Linked DNA regions of Gossypium arboreum: region 1 is linked to region 2. A link is a contact called in public Hi-C data. All regions are on one chromosome and are shown on one strand. Each heading gives the region's core, a stretch centred on a gene start, on an enhancer-like site or on the middle of the called end of the contact. The rest is flanking DNA. Distances are from core to core; before and after follow the strand shown.

Evidence for each region. Hi-C and Micro-C count contacts between places; a contact is called where the count stands out from the background.
Region 1: a Hi-C map of leaf shows a contact between it and region 2, with 2.2 times the contacts expected there. The contact joins the promoter of LOC108484607 here to the promoter of LOC108484156 in region 2. A contact is called at or near these places in 2 of 5 Hi-C or Micro-C datasets (both in leaf).

Annotation. Positions count from the first base shown.
Region 1 is chr6:106,773,323-106,776,502 of ASM2569848v2, reverse strand. LOC108484607 (aquaporin TIP4-1) reads right to left here and starts at 1,327. Exons shown (of 3, transcript XM_017788459.2): 1 at 1,085-1,327; 2 at 756-994; 3 at 1-537. The coding sequence starts at 1,211. The coding sequence ends at 163.
Region 2 is chr6:106,534,510-106,537,572 of ASM2569848v2, reverse strand. LOC108484156 (protein tesmin/TSO1-like CXC 6) reads left to right here and starts at 1,324. Exons shown (of 9, transcript XM_017787844.2): 1 at 1,324-1,502; 2 at 1,605-1,971; 3 at 2,448-2,555. The coding sequence starts at 1,610.

The DNA.
Region 1 (3,180 bases), core at 78-2,577, 240 kb before region 2:
AATGAAAATCTTATTTAATTAACAAAATAGATAATGTAAAGAAAATATACAAAATAGATGAAGCTCTCTATAAGTGGAGGAAGCAAACACACTTGAAAGTTGATACATAGACAGACAAGAGAGAGAGAAAGCGGCTATTCTAATGTTACTGAAATTAAAAGCTTAAAAGGCTTCATTCTGGGGAAGGAGAACATGGGTTCTGACGATGAAGAAGTTCTCATATATGTAGCCAGCAAGGCCACCTCCGATTAGGGGTCCCACCCAGTAAACCCAGTGATCGGTCCAGTTCCAGCTCACTAGAGCCGGTCCGAATGACCGAGCCGGGTTCATTGAAGCACCCGAGAAAGCTCCACCGGCTAAGATGTTGGCCCCAACGACGAAGCCAGTGAGCATTGGACCTAGCCCATCGATGGAACCTTTCTTGGGGTCTACTATGGTGGCATACACTGTGAACAGCAATGCGAATGTGAGAATAATCTCCCATATAACACCTTGAAGGAACCCCATTCCACTTGCTAATGTGTGAACCGGAGTGTTCTGCAAAAACAAAGTTGTTCATCCGAAATTTAATTACATTAATTCCAATTCAATTCGTTGAAAAATCAAAATCAAAATCAAAATCGTCTTCACTTAGAACCATGAAATGATCCAACTACTAAATGATGTCAATCTGAAACGATCCCATAAATTTCAAACCCGAATTCATCTAATATGGATCCAACCCAATTCACTGTATTCATAGCTCTATTTCTTACCAATCCTCCAGTGAGATACTTGAGAAGTATACAAGCAGCTGAAGATGCCAACAACTGATCGATCCAGTAGAGGATCGCACGGACCACCGTGATGTGACCACCGAATAGCAACCCAAGCGTGACGGCTGGGTTAAGATGGCCGCCTGATATGTGTCCGGCCGATATCATAACGCCGACGACAAGGGCATGAGCCACCGCCACAGCAAACAATCCCACCAGCGCATTTGCCCCCGACTCATCTGTTCACAATCACAAAAACATGTAAAAAAAAAAAGTACGATGATCCATGAAAATGATGGAAATCAAGTTAATGAATAACTGGAAATTACCGGCAGCCATGGCAGCTCCTACTCCAACGAAGACGAAAAGGAAAGTGGTGATAAACTCGACGACAAGAGCTTTGATGCAGTCAGGCTGAGCAGCCTCTAGGCTTGTTCCCAAGGCAATTTTCGGCATTGTGGTGGCCGGAGAGTACCACGACGGAGCCTGGTTATATGATTATATGGCAGGCTTTAAGATAATTGGTAGCTCACTTTACTGTACTTGGCTCGATGAGATGGACGATGTATATAAGCGTAAGCCTCATGGTTCGACTATTTTGTTTAGGGTTAATTGTGTCCCAAGTCCTCAATCTATAACATATTTCAAATTAATCCTAAACTTCAACACATTTTAGACTTTTAGTTGAGTCTTCAAAATATTAGGATTACAAACAAAATGTAAAAAAAAGTATATATATTTTTTAATTAGTGAATTGATCCAAACAAACTCTGAAAAAGAGTCCACAAAAATCTAAGGGTAAACTACACCATTGGTCATTAAATTATGGGTAAGTTTTTATTTTGGTTACTTAACTAAAAAAAAGTTACAATTTAATCACTAAACTATTCAAAAGTTTTCATTTAAGTTACTAGACTATTAAAATCGATTCTATATGGCTTTCTTTGTTCGCATTACGTACCTACACCAATCAAAAGCCCACTTTCCCTTCCTCTTCTACAGTTTAATATTTTTTTCATAAAACAAATTTGGACATCACGAATCTGTAAACCAAAATTCAAATATCTTTTTTCTCCGATCTCCTTCACTGACCATCAAATCGACTTAAATCTAAGGTTTGTTCTACTCATCAATGGGTACTAATTTATCGTACCGATCGTCGAATTGTCGCTTAGAGATCACTAACGGAACATTTTAAAAAAAAAAACTTAACAGCCTAGTTATTTAAATAAAAACTTTTAAATAGTTTAGTAACTTAAATGAAAAATTTTGAATAGCTCAGTGACCAAATTTTAACTTTTTTAATTAACTGACCAAAATAAAAACTTACTCATAGTTTAATGACTGATGATGTAGTTCACCCAAATTTAAAAATGATCCACCAAAATTTTTGAAATGAAATTATTTTATATAAAGATAAATTAATTTCTCTCCGCTACGAAAATTCAAAATCCCTAATCCTTTAATTTTCTTTCTACACTCATCACTTTTTTTTTAAATTCTCTCATCCTTTCATATATATTCTATAGAATTTCTACAATATGATGATTAATCTTTCAATACTTTCAAGTGAGCCTCCTAATTATATAAAAAAATTCTTTTCTTTCCAAGCTTTATTGATTAATCTCAAGAAAAGTAGGATTATGGCTTTTCTTGTGATAAATTAGAATTTTATGTAAGATTTAGTTTTTTATTTATTGAAGGATTTTGAAATATTGATTTTGTATGAGATTTCTAGCGTCTTGGTTGAGTAATTATTTTAGAGGTTTATTAACGTAAATCTTTGAAGAAATTAAAATTGATTGATTTATAATCTTGAATTTCATGAATATTTATTAGAAATTTAACATTTTTATTTAGAAATTATTGTTGCTTGTATGTTTATTTTGAATCTTATGTTTAAAATTGACATTCTTATGACACCAAAAATAATTAAATGATTCTTATTTTTATTTTTATTTTTATAAAAAAATTATTAATTGTATGTTAGCTTCATGAAAATATTTATTTTAATAGTTTTAGTTTTGTAATAGACTTATAATTAGCTATATGCATTAGTTTATATATGGTTGATATTATTAGTTTAAATGATTTTTATAAACATGTTAATTTATTTAAAAATTGACCTCACAATTCAAATTTTATCAACTTAGCAATCAATTTAGGTATTAAATGTGTGCTTAGATCATATTGAATAACTTTAAGTGAAAATAAAAACAGTTCATCGTAATTATAATAAGATAAATCTAAATTGTTCATATTGTAGGAATTGATTCTTACATTTTAAATATACTTCATGTCAAGGCTAAATTGATATTTAATGTCGAAGTTGACAATTAGCCAAATGGAAAGATTTAATTGATATGATGTTTATAATTAAAAGATGTAAATTAAATTGATTTGAAAATCGGAACCAATTTAAAAT
Region 2 (3,063 bases), core at 75-2,574:
ATTCATTAGAAGTATAGTTTAATTTCGTTTGTATTTCTTATGTTTATAAAATAGACATTAAAAAATATTGTAAATATTTTAATTGATTAATAAAAGTAAGTTATATTTTGCTCTCTTCTCTTTTATTTTCTTGTTCATTATGTTTGATTATAAAAGAACAAGTGTTAATTTATCCTTTATATTTAAGGTGAGTTTGGATGGACGGTGTGTTTAGCTGCGGTTCGTGTAAAAACAGTGGTAGCGGTGAGATTAAATACTGTAGCGATACTGTAGCGTGAGACAAAAAGTAAGTTAAACGCACCGCACCACAGTCAATCGCCCAAACAAACGAAGCCTTAAAATAACCCCTAATCGGGTCAATGTTTGATAGGTATGGAGCTATTTTGGTTGACGCCAATTAAATTTTTTAACATTTCTTATAGTATCTGAAAATTTTCTGAATTTTTGTTTTTTTAATTAACGTATTTAAAATAATTTTTCACATTTTAACTGTTGACTTAGCTTTTAGAACGCATGCCCAACCTGCTGAAAAAATGAAAATTTTCTAGATTATCTTTTTAAGTAATATATTGGTTTCGTCAATTTGAAGTTGACTGTGGAGGAATGGTTCCAACAACGTTCACTACTTATTTGTTGCTTTAGTATCTATATATATATATATATATATATATATATTCCTGATTTTTTTAAATATTATATTTTCTGGACTTACATAAAATTAATTTTACTTTAGTTTTTAATAATAAATTTTAATTATTTATAGGTTAAAATATGTCCTATATCTCCCTTGACTTTGGATTTAAATTCTATACATATATATATTTTATTAAAACAAATTCTATATATTTTTATTTTTAAAATTTTAATCTCTTTATTTTTTAAAAATTCCAAAATGGAAGTCGAGTTTGGAATTTTAATGTATACTTTTTAGAAAGTTCAGGAAATAGGAATTCAATTTCAAGAAGTAAATATCTTTAGTCCCAAATTTTAAATTATCTGAGGGTCCCTCATAAATCGGTCAAAGCGATAGCGTTTGCTTCTGCAGGCTTTTAGAAGAATATCTTCCGTCCATTTTAGATCACAAACGAATCCTGTCCGTACACGTGTGAAGAAAAATACAAGAATTCAATCGCTTTCGGACTCCATTAGCGCCAAATTCCACTCCCTTTTACTTTCCCAGAAAATAGCCCTAAACATATCGTAATCCAACGGCTATTATTCAACCCTGACTCTTCTCCCAAATCTCATCAGTCGATAGAAAATTTTCAATTTCACCCGTTTGATTAAGTCTGAAACAAATCTAACCGTCCATTATTTTAAAAAATTCAAATTGAAAGATTTTGATTTTGAGGCAGTGATAGTGAAAAGTGGGACTGAAGAAAAAAAAAAAAAAAAAAGCTTACACTTCCGTACAAATGCTCTAGCTATGGCGGCTTAGCTCTCTCAAGTTCTCCAAAATCTTTCCTTTGACTTTATTTTTTTGGTTAACGGAATTTTGAATGGTAAAATCAAAAGAAAATTCATAGCTCTGCGATTTATTTTTTTCTTTTGAATTTCGATTTAATTCAGTGTCAGTTTATTTATTTATAATTTTTTATATGAAGTTTGAATGATTGGGCAAGGAGAAACGGTTTCGGATTTCACACCGAAGAAATTGGCGAGGCAATTAGATTTCACGGCGGGGTGTCGCGCGTCGGGAAATGCGGCGTTACCTGATCATCCGATGCAATTGCAGTCGCAGCCTCAACCGCAATGGCAATCGCAAACGCCTTTGCCGACAAAGTCTCAGCAGCAACCGCAGGAACTCCAATTGCGGTTGTGTTTACAGCCGCAAACTGTGCAGTCGCCTCAGTCCCCGCCGGTGCCACTAGTTCAAATACGGCCCCCGCCTCCTCCGTCACAGCCAGTTACCGTCATGCAACGGGTGCCTCATCCGGTTCAGGAGCTTCCGCCGCAAACGTATCAATTGAGGTAGCTTTTCATGCAATCTTCTGGTGTCCTCTAGATTATTAATGTCCTTTCTATATTTGTTAGAAAATAATTATCACGTTTTTATACCATAAAATTTTACTTAGTTTTGAAAATAAGCGTATTTATGTTGATCTTAGTTTTGAAAATAAGCGTATTTATGTTGATCCTTAAGCAGATTCATTTCTTCTTCGTGACATATATGTATGTATGTATGTATGTATGTATGTATGTATGTATGTATGTATATTCTAATTTTAGAATCCAATTATTTGTTCTTGTCTTATAAATAAGCAACAACTTAACTTCTAATATCAATGTAAGTTCTTTGGTTCTTCGGCCTTTTCTGTTTAAAGAGACCTCTTTGGAATATTTTTGACACTATTGATAGTAGAACAGTGAGAACATTGTGTGTAACTAGAAATATGCTTGTTGCATGATGTTGTTTTTAACTCTTTGTGATATATACGTTTGTCCAGCAAGCAGGAGTCCCCAAGGTCCAGGCCAAGAGTGCATGCTGATGCAAAAGATGGGACTCCAAAGAAACAAAAGCAGTGCAATTGCAAGAATTCTCGGTGCTTGAAGTTGTAAGTTTATTAACACATATTTAAATTCTATCTCATCTTTCTAGTTACATGCTCGATCAGTAAGTCATAAGTATAAAGTGCTACATGGTGTTTGTGATGTTAATCTTTTGTGGAACTAAGCAAAATGCCTAACTTTTACTATTTTTAGGAAGCATTGTCCTAACAAGAGTGATTTTTCAAATTGCATCTTGCTTTTGCTTACTCCATTTTCTTGCTCTGTCTGTGGTAGATGATCTGTTATTCTTAGTTATATATATATTCTCTTTGAGGAAAAATTTTTAGTTGAATCTCTAATCTTTTCCTCTTAACCAGTGGTTTGCTTGTGGAAATGTGACACAATCTTCATTAGATAACTATTAACTAACACCAAGTTGGTTTATATGGCTTATCGATCACCAAGTATTTAGGATCTATTATCAATTGAATTTTCTTATTTAATTTGGACCAATATTTGTAAGTATGTTTGAACTTGTTGCTAAAAGGTTGTGGTCTGTCATCTTTATCTTGC